Regions from separate parts of the Pan troglodytes genome. Here region 2 is linked to region 1. A link is a contact called in public Hi-C data. All regions are on one chromosome and are shown on one strand. Each heading gives the region's core, a stretch centred on a gene start, on an enhancer-like site or on the middle of the called end of the contact. The rest is flanking DNA. Distances are from core to core; before and after follow the strand shown. Region 1 has its middle 19 kb from the start of FIGNL2. Region 2 has its middle 52 kb from the start of SCN8A.

What was found. A called contact is a pair of places that touch in the nucleus more often than the background predicts.
Region 2: a contact with region 1 is called in a Hi-C map of stem cell-derived neural progenitor cells, with 4 times the contacts expected there. The contact joins two enhancer-like sites. A contact is called at or near these places in 2 of 7 Hi-C or Micro-C datasets (induced pluripotent stem cells and stem cell-derived neural progenitor cells).

The regions. Positions count from the first base shown.
Region 1 is chr10:44,002,580-44,010,422 of NHGRI_mPanTro3-v2.0_pri, reverse strand. No RefSeq gene overlaps it. Among named protein-coding and RNA genes, the nearest start is that of FIGNL2, 19 kb to the left of the region's middle. Within about 2 kb of position 5,197, at least 11 of the 24 cell types and tissues checked have an H3K27ac peak or open chromatin away from gene starts, as enhancers often do. A contact at or near this core is called in stem cell-derived neural progenitor cells, where this site is marked.
Region 2 is chr10:44,331,174-44,339,016 of NHGRI_mPanTro3-v2.0_pri, reverse strand. No RefSeq gene overlaps it. Among named protein-coding and RNA genes, the nearest start is that of SCN8A, 52 kb to the right of the region's middle. Within about 2 kb of position 3,591, at least 3 of the 24 cell types and tissues checked have an H3K27ac peak or open chromatin away from gene starts, as enhancers often do. A contact at or near this core is called in stem cell-derived neural progenitor cells, where this site is marked.

The DNA of each region.
Region 1 (7,843 bases), core at 3,948-6,447:
AGGCCTGGGCCCCACTCCCCATCACCCTCCCGCCTCCCAGACCCCCGGCCCAGGGCCTCCCCAGGCCGTGCCCCGGGCTGCCCCTGGGAGCGCTATGCAAATGAGATGCAAAGTAGGCCGAGGCAGCCGCAAAGATTGGCTGCCGCAGAGGCTCAGTCCGCCCAATCCCCGGCCGCCCGCCAGCTTGGGCGCCCCCGGCCCCGGGCCCGGTCCCGCCCATAAATCAGCTCCGTCAGCGTTAATGGCTCCTGACTAATTGCCTGGACTTGGGCTCCGGGCTCGGGTCGCCAGCATTAAAATTCAATCAGGCCTAGCGCTATGCTATTAAATATTCATTGGGAGAGCTTCCCGAAATCGGGCTGGGGGATGGGGACGAACTGGGTTGGAGGGACTACCCGAATCCTCAGCTCCAGAGGAGGTGCAGCTCCTCCCCAGCGCTCTGTCAGCTTCTGCAGCGGCTGCCGGGCTTCCATTCGGCTGGGTCTGATTTCTCTCTGGAAGTCCCTGCGCCCTCTCTAGAGACTTTTGGGAGACTGAGCTGCCCTGCAGAAGGAATGTTAAGTTATGCCAAGGGGGCTGTGTCTCCTCAACGCCTGGTCACCTCGCCGCACGACCCTTTACCCAGTGCCCACCATGAGCTCCTATTCATGCTGGAACCTTAGGTCCCACCGGGAGTGGAAGAGCTCCAGGGCACAGAAGGCTTAATCTTTAGAAGAGCCCCTACTTCCCTGGCCCTACTGCCAGGTTTTTATGGAGCTACACTGGCCATCCTCAGCGTGGCTAGAGAGAGCATCAGTCTGGGCAGCTCTGGGTGTGTGCTAGAAAGGAGTAGTGGGCTTTGTACAGTCCTCCCCTCCTCTTCCCTGCCCTCAGGAATGCAGCCTGTCCAAGCTCCTGGGCCCCTGGCCTGATGCTGAGCAGGCTGCCTGGAAGTTCTCAAAGAGGGTACCAAGGGGGAGGGGGCTGGGCCTGAGGGGGCCCTTGGGAGTGTCAGGGACTTAAGCAGAAACTGCATCCTCCACCCACACACACACACAATAGTCAGAGGGTTATGAAGAGGGCTTAGCAGATGTGATGACAGCCGTGGCTCAAGGACTGGGTGAGCCACTCAAATAAAGACCAAGAGTTTTTCTAGACCCTCTATGATGTATTGACACATCTCTTCACGCGGCAGCTCTAGTCCTCAGACAAGGAGGTATTTGGGTTGGGAGGAAGAGAAAGTCTTGGGAAGTGTGCTAGGAGAGACTCATTTCCCTCCTCTGGTTTTTCAAGGACTCCTCAGGAGCAAACCACCTGTTCACAGGGCTTGTCCCCTGCCCTTTGGACTGCTCCTTGCTCCTAGTGCCTGAGGATGGTGCAAGGAATTAACCCTGTGGGGCATGGGGGGAGGCTCCGACTGCCAGAGCCACAGAGCACCCGCAGACGCTGCAGGGGAGGGGTGGAGGCTGAGGGTACCGGTCTCTGCAAGGCCAGAAGCCATCAGGACTCCAAGAGGGTTGTAAATTCAGGGAATACTGTTTTGATGGACACTGGAAGGAACTTCTTGGTCGGCAATCTCTGAGAGCATCAACCCTTGGCCGTGCAGGAAGCCTGGAATTCCTGCCTGAGGACCCCTACTCCCCCAGGGTGTAGATGATGATCTTACAGCAAGTGGGGTCCAAGGAGCACCCTCTCTCCAGAAACCAGGCAGGCCCCAGGGCAGAATGCGTCTGGCAGCGATTAGGAGGAGAGCTGGGGCTGGGAGGCCTCAGACTTCAGCAGGTCAGGAGCGACCCCAGCCAAGTGTCCGATTCCAAAGCCAAACGTCACAGGCAATCCGGGATTCCAAACTCACCCCACGTGTGGTTCCCATTAGGGCTGGCTGGGGTCTTCCTGAAGGCCAGGCCAGATTCCTGAGCCCCTCCCCCAGGACAACCCCTCCCTCTGCAGGCAGTTTGGAATGTCTTACTAGCCCCATGGGGTGGCCTGCCAGCACCCACCCTTGGGAATTTCCAGGGGTATCCAACTCTAAATAGGCCTCTCCACCCACTAGATGATGATGTTTTGCAATCCCTCAGAGGGGACAAAGGGATAGGAGACTTTAAACCTTTAACTTCCCAGGGTGGGCCAATCCCTGAAGATCCCTACAGTGTGCCTGGGGAGTCTTCCCCATCTCCCGGTCAGCCACTTTTGTTCAGGCCTCAGCCTCTCTGGCCTGGACAACTGCAACTGCCCCCATTCACCTTCTGCTACCAGTCCATTCCTCCACACTGCCCCTGAGCGAGTGTCCTAAAACTCAGGCCTGTTATTCGGATTGTTTCCCTCCTTGCACAACTTCCAATAGCTTTCCAGCAACTCTGAAGCCATTGAAGACTGGTGGCCAGTGGGCCAAATCTAGTCCCATTATGTTTGTGTCCTGTGTAGTTAGGGCACTCACATAATTAAACTTTTTAAAAAATAGTTGTCAAGATTTAAAAGCCAGGAGGCAACACCAAAATCTACATTTATTAAAAAAAATTTTTTTTTGGCTGGGCATAGTGACTCACGCCTGTAATCAGAGCACTTTGGAAGGCGAGGTGGGCAGATCACTTGAGCCCAGGAATTAAGAGACCAGCCTGAGCAACACGGCGAAACCGCGTCTTTACAAAAAAAAAAAAAAAAGGAAACAACAACAAAAAAACATAGCCAGGTGTGGTGGTGTGTGCTTGTAGTCCCAGCTACTCAGGAGACTAAGGTGGGAGGATTGCTTGAGCCCAGCAGGCAGAGGCTGCAGTAAGCTGAGTGGCGTGGTGCCATTGTACTCCAACCTGGGTGACAGAGTGCAACCCTGTTTAAAAAAAAAAAAAAAAAAAAATTTAAGGCGGAGTCTTGCTTTGTCCCTCAGGCTGGAGTGCAGTGGTGCAATCATAGCTCACTGCAGCCTTAATTCCTGGGCCCAAGTGATCCTCCCGCTTCAGCCTCCTGAGTAGCTGAGATTACAGGCTCCAGTCACTATTTTTAAATAGTGCACATCGCTCTATTTTTAAATTTTCTTGAAATCACTGGCAATATGTTTGCATTCTTGGATGGCAACAACTGGCTGGGGCTGAGTAACAACTGTGGCCTTTAGAAGGTATCCCTGGGGCTTACCTATGCACCATTGAGGGAATTCTGGAAACCTCACCAATCCCTATTGTCTCCCAGGTCTGAGGCCCAGATGAGTGAATGGCCTTTTTATCACTTAGGCTGGCCCTTGCCTTCTTATTTTACTTCTTGTCAGCTTCATGTGTTTGGCCATTTTTGTTCCTGTCTACCCCTTCCTGCAGATACTTCAATTTGTTATAACAAACTCAAGTCAAAATTCCTTGACCTGGTATTTGTGTCCCTTCAGACTCCCTTCACACATGGTTCCCCTCCATATCCCAGTCAACTCCTCCCCTCCAACACTCTTCCTGCAGGTACATCACACTTGCCATGCTTCCCCAGGCTGCAGCTGGACTTTCACACTCCCATCTTTGCACACACTGCTCCTTCTTCCTGGAGCACCACTTCTCTTCCTTCTCTGGTGAACTTTTAAACTTTTTTAGAGATGGAGTCTCAGTCTGTCACCCAGGCTGGAGTGCAGTGGCACAATCATAGCTGACTGCAGCTTCCAACTCCTGGGCTCAAGCAATCTTTCTGCCTCAGCCTCCAGAGTAGGTAGGACTACAGACACGTACCACCACGGCTGGCTAATATTTTAATTTTTTTTTTTTTCAGAGATGGTATCTCACTATGTTGCCTGGGCTGGTCCAGAACTTCAGGCCTCAAATAATCCTCCCTGGGGCCGAGCCTCCCGGCCCTGGTGAACTTTTATTTTATTCCTCCCTCCAACCCCAGCCCAGAAGCCACTGACTCTGGGGCATCCTCCTGACCCCTGCAGAAGTCAGTTACCCTCAGGTTGTCCAATGGTCCCTGTGATTCCAGAATTCTCACAATGTATCCCCTCCCTATAGTGACAGCCCCTCCAGGGTTTTGAGGAGGCCTGCTCTCGGCACCCCAAGGCTCACTGTGCTGAGGAGTCAGGCCATCGGACTGGTGGCAGTGACGATTAGGGGAAGGAGGCATAGTTCAGTCCTGCAGGAGCTGGCCTCTGAGACAAACACTGGTTTGTCGGAGTCAGCAAGGCTACAAGAGAGGGAGGCAGCAGGCACCTTCTGTGCCACAAGGTGAGGTTTTCTGGGTCCTGGGCAGCACGGCTGTCTGTGTCACCAGCGGACCGGGGTGAGTGGCTTCCTGTACCAGGGCAGTCAGGTGCTCTCTGCTACCCTGTGAGTATTCTAGTGAGCAGAAATCCAGAAGAAAAAAAGAGGAGCAAAACATCAGAACTCAGGGTGCTAGGCAAAAGTGTTCTTATGAGAAAAAAGCGACAGATTATTTGAGACTCTGATAGCCTGGGGGTGATCCATAAACATTCCCGAACTCCTCCAATGCCCCCCAGCACTGTCATCAGACATCTTCACCCTCTGAAGCCCATGCTGCTGGAGACCCCAGGAAATGGCCTTGATACCAACCTCCCATCCCCAGCCCACACTCCCTCTTCCAGGCCTAACCATTCTCCCACCCGCAGGTGTTGCTTCCCAGACTGTGGAATCAAATCCTCTGGATGCACCCAAGAAGCAGGTACTGGGTCCCCATTTAACAGATGAGGACACGGCTCTGAGCGCTGCCCGAGGTTCCCCAGCCGACGATAACTCCAGCCCGCCGGGCCCGAAGAGCAGAGTCCTGCCTCCTCCCCACCGGCTTCAGCCTCGGGCCTCGGCTCTGCTCCTCCCTCCTACACACACCCCGGACGCGTCTGTCCAGGTCCGAAATCCAGATCCACACGTCCGTATCCCGAGGCGGGCGTGAACTATCCACCCGTGTGCACGCCAGCCGAGCGAGTGGCCGAGGGACACCCCCGTGCTTCCCAAGGCCTGGCTCCACGAGGAGCAGAACCCCAGCGGTGGGATTCTGTCGCGCAATGCTGTGTGGCTCCGACTAGGGCCCGCCCTCCAGCAAAGAGATGCTGGTGGGTGCTCTCGGTTCACCCCCGCACTCGCCCCAGGGGGACTCGCGGGCCACCTGGAGCTCCCGCCCCTCGGTGGCCAGGGCTGCGCGTGAAAGAGGGACGTTCGGACGCGGGGGCGCGGGGCCAGCGCGCGAGCCTCGGAGCCTCCCCCAGGCTGTGGGGGAAGAGGAGGGAGGAGGGAGCAGATGGCAGCAATTACCGCTCGGACCCTCCCCCGCCGTAGCCTGGGGCCGGAAGATCGGCTCGGCAGCTCGCTCCTGCGGGAGGGGCGGCGGCCTCCCCGGCCGGGAACCGGCGGGGAGGGGGTCCGGGAGGGGCGGCTCTGGCCGCCGGGGCGCGGGCATCCCAGCTTCTAGGGGAGAGTGATGTGAGGGCCCGGTGGAGACACCTCCTTCTCCCGGGACGAGGGCTGAGAGATTCCCTTTGGAAAGGCCGAGTCTCCGGCCGCCCCCACCCCCAGAGTTGTTTCAGGCCAGGGCCGGCCGCAACCAGCTCCGGGCCTTTAGGTTCTCAAAGTTCCGAAGATTTTCAGGTCGAGCCAGTGGCCCAGGCTAGGGAGAGGGGAGCTGTACGGTTGTGCAGGTTGTGACCTATACAAGGTGGGAGGCGTGGTTGTGGGTGAGTGGGATTCCAAGCTCGGCCTTGGCAGGTGCTGACTCGTTCTGAAGGAGGGCAGGGGGCACCGTTTCTCACAAAGGTCTCGGATAAGCCAGCCTGGCCTGCCCTTGATTTAGGGCTGCTGAGGGTAGACACAGTGGGAGAGCAAATGGCTAGGGTTGGCCCCTGTGGGTCAGGGCCAGGGCCAAAGAGGACAGGGGGACTCTCCTGGCCCAGAGTAGAAACAACGGGATCATCTGGGCTCCCTGGGCCTTTCTTTCTTCTTGAATTCCTCTCCCACCCTCACCCTGAATCTTGTTCCTCTGTCTCTAACATAGTTCCTAAAACAGCCCCTGCCCCTGCCCCCACTCAACTGCCCAAGCTCCTGTTACTTCCCTGCACAATCGAAAAGACTCCTGTCTGCTCTCCCAGGGTCCCCAACAATCAGTTCACACTGCAGGCAAAGAGACCTTTAAAAATACAAATCAGGAAAACACCAGGGCATGTGATTCCTCGCTTAACAGCCACCCACAGCTTCCCTGCAAAGGAAGCCCAAACCTTTTCCCCCAGCCCCTACCTACACAGACAGACCTCTCTTCCTATCCTTCTCCCCACTGCCCAGACACTGCTTACACTGGCTGCCTTTGTGTTCATTGAACTTGATAAGCTTTCCCCCACCTCTGGCCTTGGCTTTGCTGGTGCTTTTCCTGGATCGCTCTGCCCAGATCCTTCCCAGGAACGTCACCTTCCCATCATCCCTGACCACAATAATAAAGCAGCCCCATCTGCCTGATCCAGTCTGTCACTTAACCTTATATATTTCTTCCACTGGACTCACCACATTCTGTAATTATCTTTCTTATTCACTTGGTTTGTGGTCTGTTTCACTTACCAGAATGTCAGCTTCATGAACGCGGGGACCTTGTCTTTCTTGTTCTCTAGCACAATGCCTGGTGCAAACCAAGAAGCACTCAATACATGCTCCATACATTCCAGGAAAGGAGTCCCTGGGACCAAACTGGATGCTAGTTCATCTGGTCACCTCCGAGAGGGCTTCTCTCTGGGTGGGGCCAGCTACAAACACCTGTACTCACCTGGTACCCACCTAGATGCTTTGCACACATGGGCAGACCCATGGCTTACTATAACAATAATCTTGGCTGACAGCTAATCAGCTGACTGTGCCAGACATCATTCTAAGTCCTTTACATAGTTTAATTTAATTCATTCCATCCTCCTGTGAAGTAGACACTAATAGCCTCAGTTTACAAGCAGATATACCACACACACAGATACACACCACAACACACAGGCAGCATAAGCATTGAATTCATTATTACTATCCAACAGATAGATGAGTGGGGTAAAGAAATCAGGGTGAGCCTGGGACATTTAATAACTACTGCAGGAAGATGGGAAGAACACCAGGGAAAGCTCAGCATGGGGGTCAGGCACAGGGCCAGCTGGGCAAGTGGTAGAAGAGGAAGTTGAGCCTCAGCCCACGCCCATATTCTGGGTCCCCACAGCACTTGGAGTGGTGCGGAGGGTGGTTCCTGGTTCAGTTCTGCTACCCACCAGAGGGGTGATCTTGCCCACCAGAGGGCAACCGTTTACCCTCTTGAGACCACAGTAGCAAAATGGTGGGGGAGGCGTACATAATACCTGTCTCCCAGGGACCCCACCAGGATCAAACTCCAAAATGCTCATGAAAGCCGTGTAGGGCTTGCTGATGAAAGAGTGCAGGTTGCCAGCCGGGAAAACTGGGGCTGGAGCTATGCTTTGGCTCTTCTGGAACCATAGCTCACTGCTGTATGACCCTCCAGAGTGGGGGGCTGGTGGAGGGGCTGGGTCTCACCAACCATTGCCCCCTCTGTACCTGGCCTGGTGCTCATCTAGAACTCCATAGGTATTTGTGGAGTGAATGCCTGAGTGAGGGAAGGACCAGGGCATAGGTAAGAGGAGGAGAATGAATACATGAGTGAGAGGCAGAGTGAATGAAGCAGGGACTGGAGACGCCCTCTGCCTCTGAGCCTCAGTTTCTTCATCTGTGAAAGCCAGTGGTGGGGCTTGGCCCACTTCTGTCTCTGGGCTCCAGTGTGAATCAGACAAGATGGGGCCACTCCATGGAAGCCCCTCCTTGCTATCTATGCAGGGCCCCCAGGGTGGACGGGGGAAGCTGAAGTGACCAGTGTTCCCCTCCCCCCATCCCTGTCCCCCCGGAATTTATAGATTCCTCAT
Region 2 (7,843 bases), core at 2,342-4,841, 330 kb before region 1:
TGGGTATGAGCAGAGCTGTTGCTGAGCTGAGATACAGAAATGATGCAGAGGAACATAATCTGAGGTGCTGGCTCTGCTGAGGGAGTCTCAGGGACTCTGGGACCTCTTGATCTGCCCTTGGGTGTTTTCCTCTTGAATTCCTGTTTCTGTCCTTACTACTGCCCTCGCCTGCTTTTCAGACTTCAGACTGATCTGTCACTGGCTCATCGAGTACCTGAGCTGAGCATCAGTATACCCTGGGGAAAGTCAGGCTTCAGTGAAAGCAAAGCTCCAGAAGTGTTAGCAGGAAAGCTCAAGAACATAGGGGAGTGTGCTCACAAAAGACAGGGCACTCCTGAGGACACAAGGCAAAGGAGGGCATGAGCCTGGGATGGGATGGGCATATGAGAGTAAGAAAGCACGAGAACCAGGAGAGGTTCTGAGGGCATGGTGACATCTGCTGCTCTCCCCAGGACACACAGCCCGCAGAGCATCAGGAATGTGCCAGGAGCTACAGGCAGGGGTTTGGCATGGTGGTGAGCTAATATCTGCAGAATGCTGGGAATGGCATCCGGCACATAGTAGGTGCCATGTAAGTATTTGATACATAAATATGGATAGAGCATTAAGGTTTTTCCTGGCTGCCCTTTATCTTGGAAGGCGGCCTTGCTCCAAGCAAATCTCCAGTGCCTCAGACAAGCCACAGGAATCTCCCAGGATCTTCTTGCTGAAGGTTCAAAGGGCAGAGCTAATGACAGGGAAGAGCCTTTCTCTCCCTCACCTTCATCATCTCCACTCCACAGTCATCTCTTCTTCCTGCTTGCCCTCAGAGTGGGTTGTTATCTCCAAGGAATCCTTCATATGCCAAAGTCCAAGAACTGACCTGTAACTAGACTAGACTAAACTTCCTGAGACACGGACCATGTCTGCCATGTCCATTTTTGCATTCCCCATAAAGCACCATATCTAGCACACAGTACGTGCTCATTAACCCTGTGAAATGAATATATGACCCAACCCTGAGGTAAGTTAGCCTGCAAGTATAACCTAATTAGGCACAATAATATCTGGGGAGAAGTCAGACCAATACCAACCACATAGATTAATTACAGAACAGTCTCAGTTGGGGCCATGTTGAGAATCTGCTTACTGGTGTCTGCGCAGGAAAGGGTTAACGCAGCAGGTATGGGTTGCTCAAACCTTGCACATTCCAAAGAAAGGCCTGTCTTCAGGACTGGGCCCTTGACTGGCTCCTGGGAGGTGACCTTTGAGCCCTTGGAAGATCCTGCCTGGTTGACTTTTTTTCTATGCCCCAGGCCTTAGGCCACACTATCAGTCTGACCAGTTTGTGCTAATAAAGTGATTTATGGTGAATGTCTGGTTTTGTATGCCTAAGGCCCTGCCTGGGCTGTGCACCAACAGTTTGACCTCTCAGTAGCGTGGGGAACTAGAGACTGAGTGGCTAAAATAAGTCATGTGGGTACTGCCACCACATAAAACCCCTGGACAACAAGGCTCATCCCTGGTTGGTAATATTTTGCACGTGTTGTCATGCATAGTTTTTGGGGGAATTAACTGCATTCCCGTCAGGCCCACTGGGAGAGGACACCTAGAAGGTTGAGCCTGATTGCCTCATTTCTCCTGGACATCACCACCTACTTTGTCCCTTTGCTGATGTTCATCTGTATCCTTTCTCTGTAATGAACCATAACTGTGAGTATATCAGCTTTTCGGAGTCCTGTGAGTCCTGCCAGTAAGTCATTGAATCTGAGGGGGGTCTCAGGGCACAGATAATGCAGTGTCTGTTATCAAAGAAGTTTAGAAGTGGATAATTTGTAATGATCTTTGTCTTCAGTTACTCTGATGCCTCTCCACACAATTACTTCATTCATTCATGCAACACATGTTTTTGAACACCAACCATGTGTGGATACTGCATTCCAGGCACTGGGACATAGCAGTCAGCCAGACAAAGATCCCTGCCCTCATGGAGCTCATGTTCTAATGGGGGAAGGTGAGAGACTTAGCGATACACATAATGAAAAAGGTGATAATGCTATGGTAGGAAGAAGTAGAATAGGTACAGGGGATCAGGAGCACTGGGGCGGGGGTGGGGCTCCTTGAGAAGGTGAGATGTGGCTTGACAAAGGTGAAAGTGTGCCATGGGGGTTCCTGAAAGTTCTCTGGAGGACTCATTTGCCCCTTGAGTGCTTGGGCCATGGCTCTCATTCTTTAATGAGCACCAGAATTACTTAGGAAGTTTGTGAAAGAGGCTGATTTCCAGACCCCTTTTGTGTGTGTGCGGTGGGATGGGGGCTGGCGGGGAAGTTAAGATTATAAAACGCACTTGCCGTGAGCCTGATGCTGGAGGTCCAGGAACTGCACTTAGAGACCCACTCCATCAGGCAGGCCTGGGCAAGGAATGAGAAACAGCCCTTGCTCTCGGAGAGCTCCCACTTGAGTGGTAACAGAAGGGAGAGCTGGGTAAAACATAGTGCCTGTCAGAGCATCTCTCTGCCATTAATGCATCCATGGGGAACGTCAATGCCTGAACTGACAATTAGCTGAGGGTGGAGAACTCTGAAGGGATGCATTTTGAGGAGCTGGGGTAGAAGGGATTAGGGGACAGAGGTGAGGACTCCTGCAATAAAAATACAGGTTCCCCAGAGCAAGACCAGAGGTGCTGAGAGACCAGAAATGATCTCTTCTGAAAAGACAAGAGGGCTTGGAATCTTCCTGGGTTTCCCCAGTGGTAGTTCTGTCTGCAAGACAAAGTCTTTGGTCATGGGGAGACTGGATAAATAGAAGGGGCCTTGGAGAGAGTAGCAAAGGCGGTCGGAGCCGCACCCAGCTGTCCTCAGATCCTCTTTCCAGCTGTGTATGTTCACTGTCGATGGCTCATATCAACACCTGTCTTCAGACGACAAAGCACGGGCTCCTGGGGCTAAGTCACCCAGATGCACCAAGAACTGGAAGGGGCTGCCAGTTGACGTCCCCCTGGGGCAGCCGTGGTCAGCCATTGATGGGTGCAGCAGTACAAAGCCCTGTTCCTTTGCCCTGAGGGAGGGCAAACTCTGTGCTGCAAGGCACGCCCCTGGAGCTCCCTCAGGCATCAGGCTGAGGCTGGGACTTCACCCCAAATCAGACACTTGCCTGGCATTTACTCTTTCCCTATTCTACTGTCCCCACTTCTTTATAATATTTTCTTGGGAATATTTCCTTAGTAAACCACTTGAGCATGAATTATTGTCTCATCTGACCTTAGACAGAGAAATACTTTAAGCACCAAAGCAACCCATACCTCGGCTCCCAGTTCCTTAGGGAGAGTGGGGAATAAACTCCCATGGCAACCCAGAAAGGCAGTCCTCTCCCCTTCCCCAGGCTGGACTGCCCAAACCTGCCCGGCCTGACTGCTCTAGAAAGGGCACCTTAGTGTCCATGGAGAGGTGGCACCAGGGCAGGTGGCACCAGGTTTCAGTTACCGCCCCTTCTTAGTAAACCCAGAAAGCCGTCTAGACAGTTCTGGGCACGCAAAGCCCCACTCAAGACTGGGCTGAAGAATCGGACTCTCCTTCCCGTCTTTGCTATGCCTGCCCTCTGCTGGAGGAACTCATGAACAGCAGCTGGTTAGAAGGGAAGGAGTGAGCCAGAAGCACCAGGGCTCCAAACCCCACCCATCCTTTAGGGTCCAACTCAAATGTCGCTTCCTCCAGGTAACCTCCTCTGACTCCCGCAGCTGAAAGCAAGCTCTCTGCTGTAAGCCCCCACGCCCTTCCTCTACGCGTCCCTAATGGTGCCGTCTACCTTCTGTCCTGGTTATGCATTACATGTTACCTCCTCAGCTCATCTGTGAGCTCCCAGGGGAAGAGGATTTTTTTTGTTGCTGGAATTTACTCCCAAAGGATTTTGCACCTCCCTAGAAATATCTCCCACAACTAAGCCCTAAATTCACATCATTAAAGAGAGCCTTTTGAATTCAAGTGTTGTATCTCTAAAAAGGCCCAATTAAAATGTAACTATGAAAAGACATAACCAAGTTGCCTGGACTGTGAGTCATTAAACATTTAGGACATTAGCACATTAATAGAGCTCAGAGTGCCGAGAGCCGAGGTGCTATCAGAAATGTTTTGGGTGCCAAAGAAAGATGAGAAAAGGAAGAAGGGTAAAGAATAAAAGAGGAAAAAGTTGAGCATGAGGAACTTCTGAAGAGAGTTGACTGGATAAAGCTGGGGAGGGGCTGGGGGGTTGGAGGGAGGCAGGAGGGTAATAAAGTCCCATTTACCCTGGGGTAGAGATTCCAGAAGAACAGGTGGGGGACACATATCAATAGGGCCATTTTATCTTGTGGACCCAAAAAGAAGTTACTGGGTCCAAATGCCAAAAAAAAAAAAAAAAGCCCAGTAAAACAAAATTTATAAATGCTTAATTAGATATCAGTAAAACATAACATTGTCAATTTCATTAATTGTTAAATTTAGTATGTATAAATATTTATTCCATTTGAAAAGAATTTTGTGGGTTAGATTTTTTTCACTTCTTAAGAATTCCTGGGTAGAGATGGTGACTCCTGAGTAATCATAACCAATAGTAAATTAAATATTACTCATCGCCAAATAATTTCCAAAGCAAAATTATAAAATTCCTTTCAAACTTAGAGGGCAGGGTCAGGCACGGTGGATAATCCCAGCACACTTTTGGGAGGCCAGGGCGTAGTGGGTCACTTGAGCTCAGGAATTCAAGACCAGCCTGGGCAACATGGTGGGACCTTCTCTACTCAGCCTCCTGAGTAGCTGTAGTCCCATCTACTCAGGAGGCTGAGGTGGGAGGATCGCTTGAGCCCAGGAGGTAGAGGCTGCAGTGAGCCGTGTTGGTGCCACTGCACTCCAGCCTGGGTGACAGAGCAAGACCCTATCTCAAAAAAAAAAAAAAATTACAGGGCAAATTATATTTAACATAGGATATGAGTGTGTTTTAATATATTTGCTATAATAAAACTAGGAGTCTCTGGGGCTTACAAAGTTCTTAAAATGGCCTTTAATATCAAAGATCAATTTCCTCCATCTGCTTCACAACAGTTTCACCCTAGATGATATCAGAGTCCTCGCCTTTCATAAGCAGACAAAGCACCCAGAGACAAACTGCTTTCTTTTCTTCAACACAATTTGAATTTACCTTCTTGTCCACCTGCGTGGGCAAATTAGTTGGTGATTAAATGCTTAGAATAGCTAACTATAAAGTTTTTCTGCTCTCAAGGAACTTTCCAGAGGTAAACAATGTTATCATTTCTTCTGTATATTTTCTGTGCATTTTATGTATTTCCAATCAAAAACTAAATACGTATTCTCTACCTTCTCCTTTTAAACAAACATTAATATTCTGTGTATGTTGCTCACACTGCTATATTCCTCTTTTTTTCTACTTAACAATTGAATCCCCCTTGTAGAGCCCATAATTATTAGGAAATTAACAGTAACTCTCCCTCCACAATGGTCGAAAGGGGGAGTAAAGTACAGCCTTTAAGAGGTAGGAGCAATTTGTATCCAGAAAACACTGAGCTACAGAATGTAGTCAAAGAGAGCCCCTAAGTCATTTTATGCAGAAATAATTTAGACACTGGCAGAGCATGTCAAAGGCAGGGATATGGACTGGGCGAGCTTGTAGAAACCTGATGGCCAAGAGTGACAATTCTTCAGTGCAAGAGAAATGGTGCTGGGGAAAACCAGAGCCTTGTCTTTCTCCTCCCCTCCCTCCTCTTCCTCTTCCTCCTCTCCCACTTTTCTTTCCTCGCTTATTCTTGCTGGAAAAAAAAAAAGGTTGCCAAGAAGGCTGCAGGAATAGCCAAACGCAAGCAAAGAGAGGCTGATTATTCCATAAAAGCTGCACACACACTGGTGGCGGCGGGGGTGGGGGGGGTGGGGGGATGGTGCAGGCAGCAGAGAACAGAGCTGTCATGCAAGCAGCCAGGGAAGCCGGGGCTGTCCATCCTTAGGAGGGAAAAGGAAGGAAGTCCCAGGTTTAGTCAAGTCATGTTTTCTTGACTTGTATTTAGAAACTTGGAGAATTCTACAGTGAAGTGATATTTATTTCGTGGCTGCTGTGCACCAGGCAGTAGGACACAGCAGGGAGCCAAACAGATAACAGTCCTGGTTTCATGTCGCTGACTTTCTAGACAGGGAAAAGCCAGTAAGCGAACACATGGCACATGTATGTGACATAAGAGCAGGCTGTGATCAGTGCCACAAAGACACAGAAAGAGGGTAAGGGGACAGAGAATGATGGGGTTATATGTGAGGTGTGTGCCTTTAGCCAGGGTAGGCAGGGGAGGCCTTTCGGAAGGGGTGGTGTCTGGGCGGAGACACAAATAAGGATTCCATCTCTGGGTAAAGTGGGTCCCAGCACGGAAGCCCTGGGTCTTGGCAGTGTGCGGGGGCTTGGTGGAGATGAGGCCACGTGGGGCAGAGTCCCAGGGAGAGGCTCATCCACAGGTGAGACCAGCACTAAAACAAATGAAACGGAATAGAGTAGAAAAGAAACATCATAGTGCACCGGGAGTAATACAGTGGGGATTGTCTGGGGACATTTCTGTTGCAGATATATACATGTGTATGTAGCAGGTTATAACTGAAAGAGTCTTTTCCAGTCAGAAAAGTGTCAAAGCCCCTGAAACGAAGGTACAGAATCTGGACGCGGATTATCTTCATGCATATATATTAGTATATATACATATATACATATATATAGTAGTAAACTTTTTATTTTGGAATAATTTTAAATTTACAGAACAGTTGTAAAGATAATATAAGGGTTCCTCTATTTCCCCTCACCCTGTTTTCTCTAAAGCTAACATCTTTCAGTGCCCTGCTACATTTGTTAAAACTGAGAAAACAGCATTGGTACATGACTCAATTGAACTCTAGACTTAACTTTTTTTTTTTGAGGAGTCTCGCTCTGTCGCCCAGGCTGGAGTGCAGTGGCACGATCTCGGCTCACTGCAATCTCTGCCTCCCAGGTTCAAGTGATTCTCTTGTCTCAGCCTCCCACGTAGCTGGGACTACAGGCACGTGCCACCATGACCGGCTAAGTTTTGTATTTTTAGCAGAGATGGGGTTTCACCATGTTGGCCATGCCGATCTCGAATTCCTGATCTCAGGTGATCCACCCGCCTCAGCCTCCCAAGGTGCTGGCATTACAGGTGTGAGCCACCACGCCTGGCCTTAATTTGGATTTTGGTAGTTTTTATGGTTTTTAGTACCAGGATCCAATCCAGGGTCCGGCTTTGCATTTAGTCATCATGTCTCCTTAGCCGCCACATCTGGTCTGCGATAATTTCTGTCTTTCCACGTTTTTCATGACCTTGGCAATTTTCAGAAGTATTGGTGAGATATTTTGAAGACTCTCTCAATTTCGGTTTTTCTGGTGTTTTGCTCACTATTAGAATGGGTCTATGGGTTTTTGGGAGGAATACAACAGAGGCGAAGGGCCCTCCTCATCACACCATATCGGAGGGTATGATATTAACATCACTTATCACTGATGAAGTTAACCCGAACTGATTGGTTTAGGCAGCGTTTGCCAAGTGTCTCCACCATAAAGTTACTGTTTTTTTCCTTTCATTACTATATTCTTGGAATGTGAGTAAGTCCAGCCCACACTCAAGGGTGGGGGCAAGAATTAACCTCCACTTCCTAAGATGAATTTATCTACTTATATTATTTGGAATTCTTCCGTAAGGATGATCTGTTTCTTGTGCCCATCTATGCATTGAATCATTAATTTACACCTATATGGACTTATGTATATTCCATACTTTGTGTTGTAATCCAGTACTACACTACTTATTTTGTTCCTCAACATTATCCCAGCG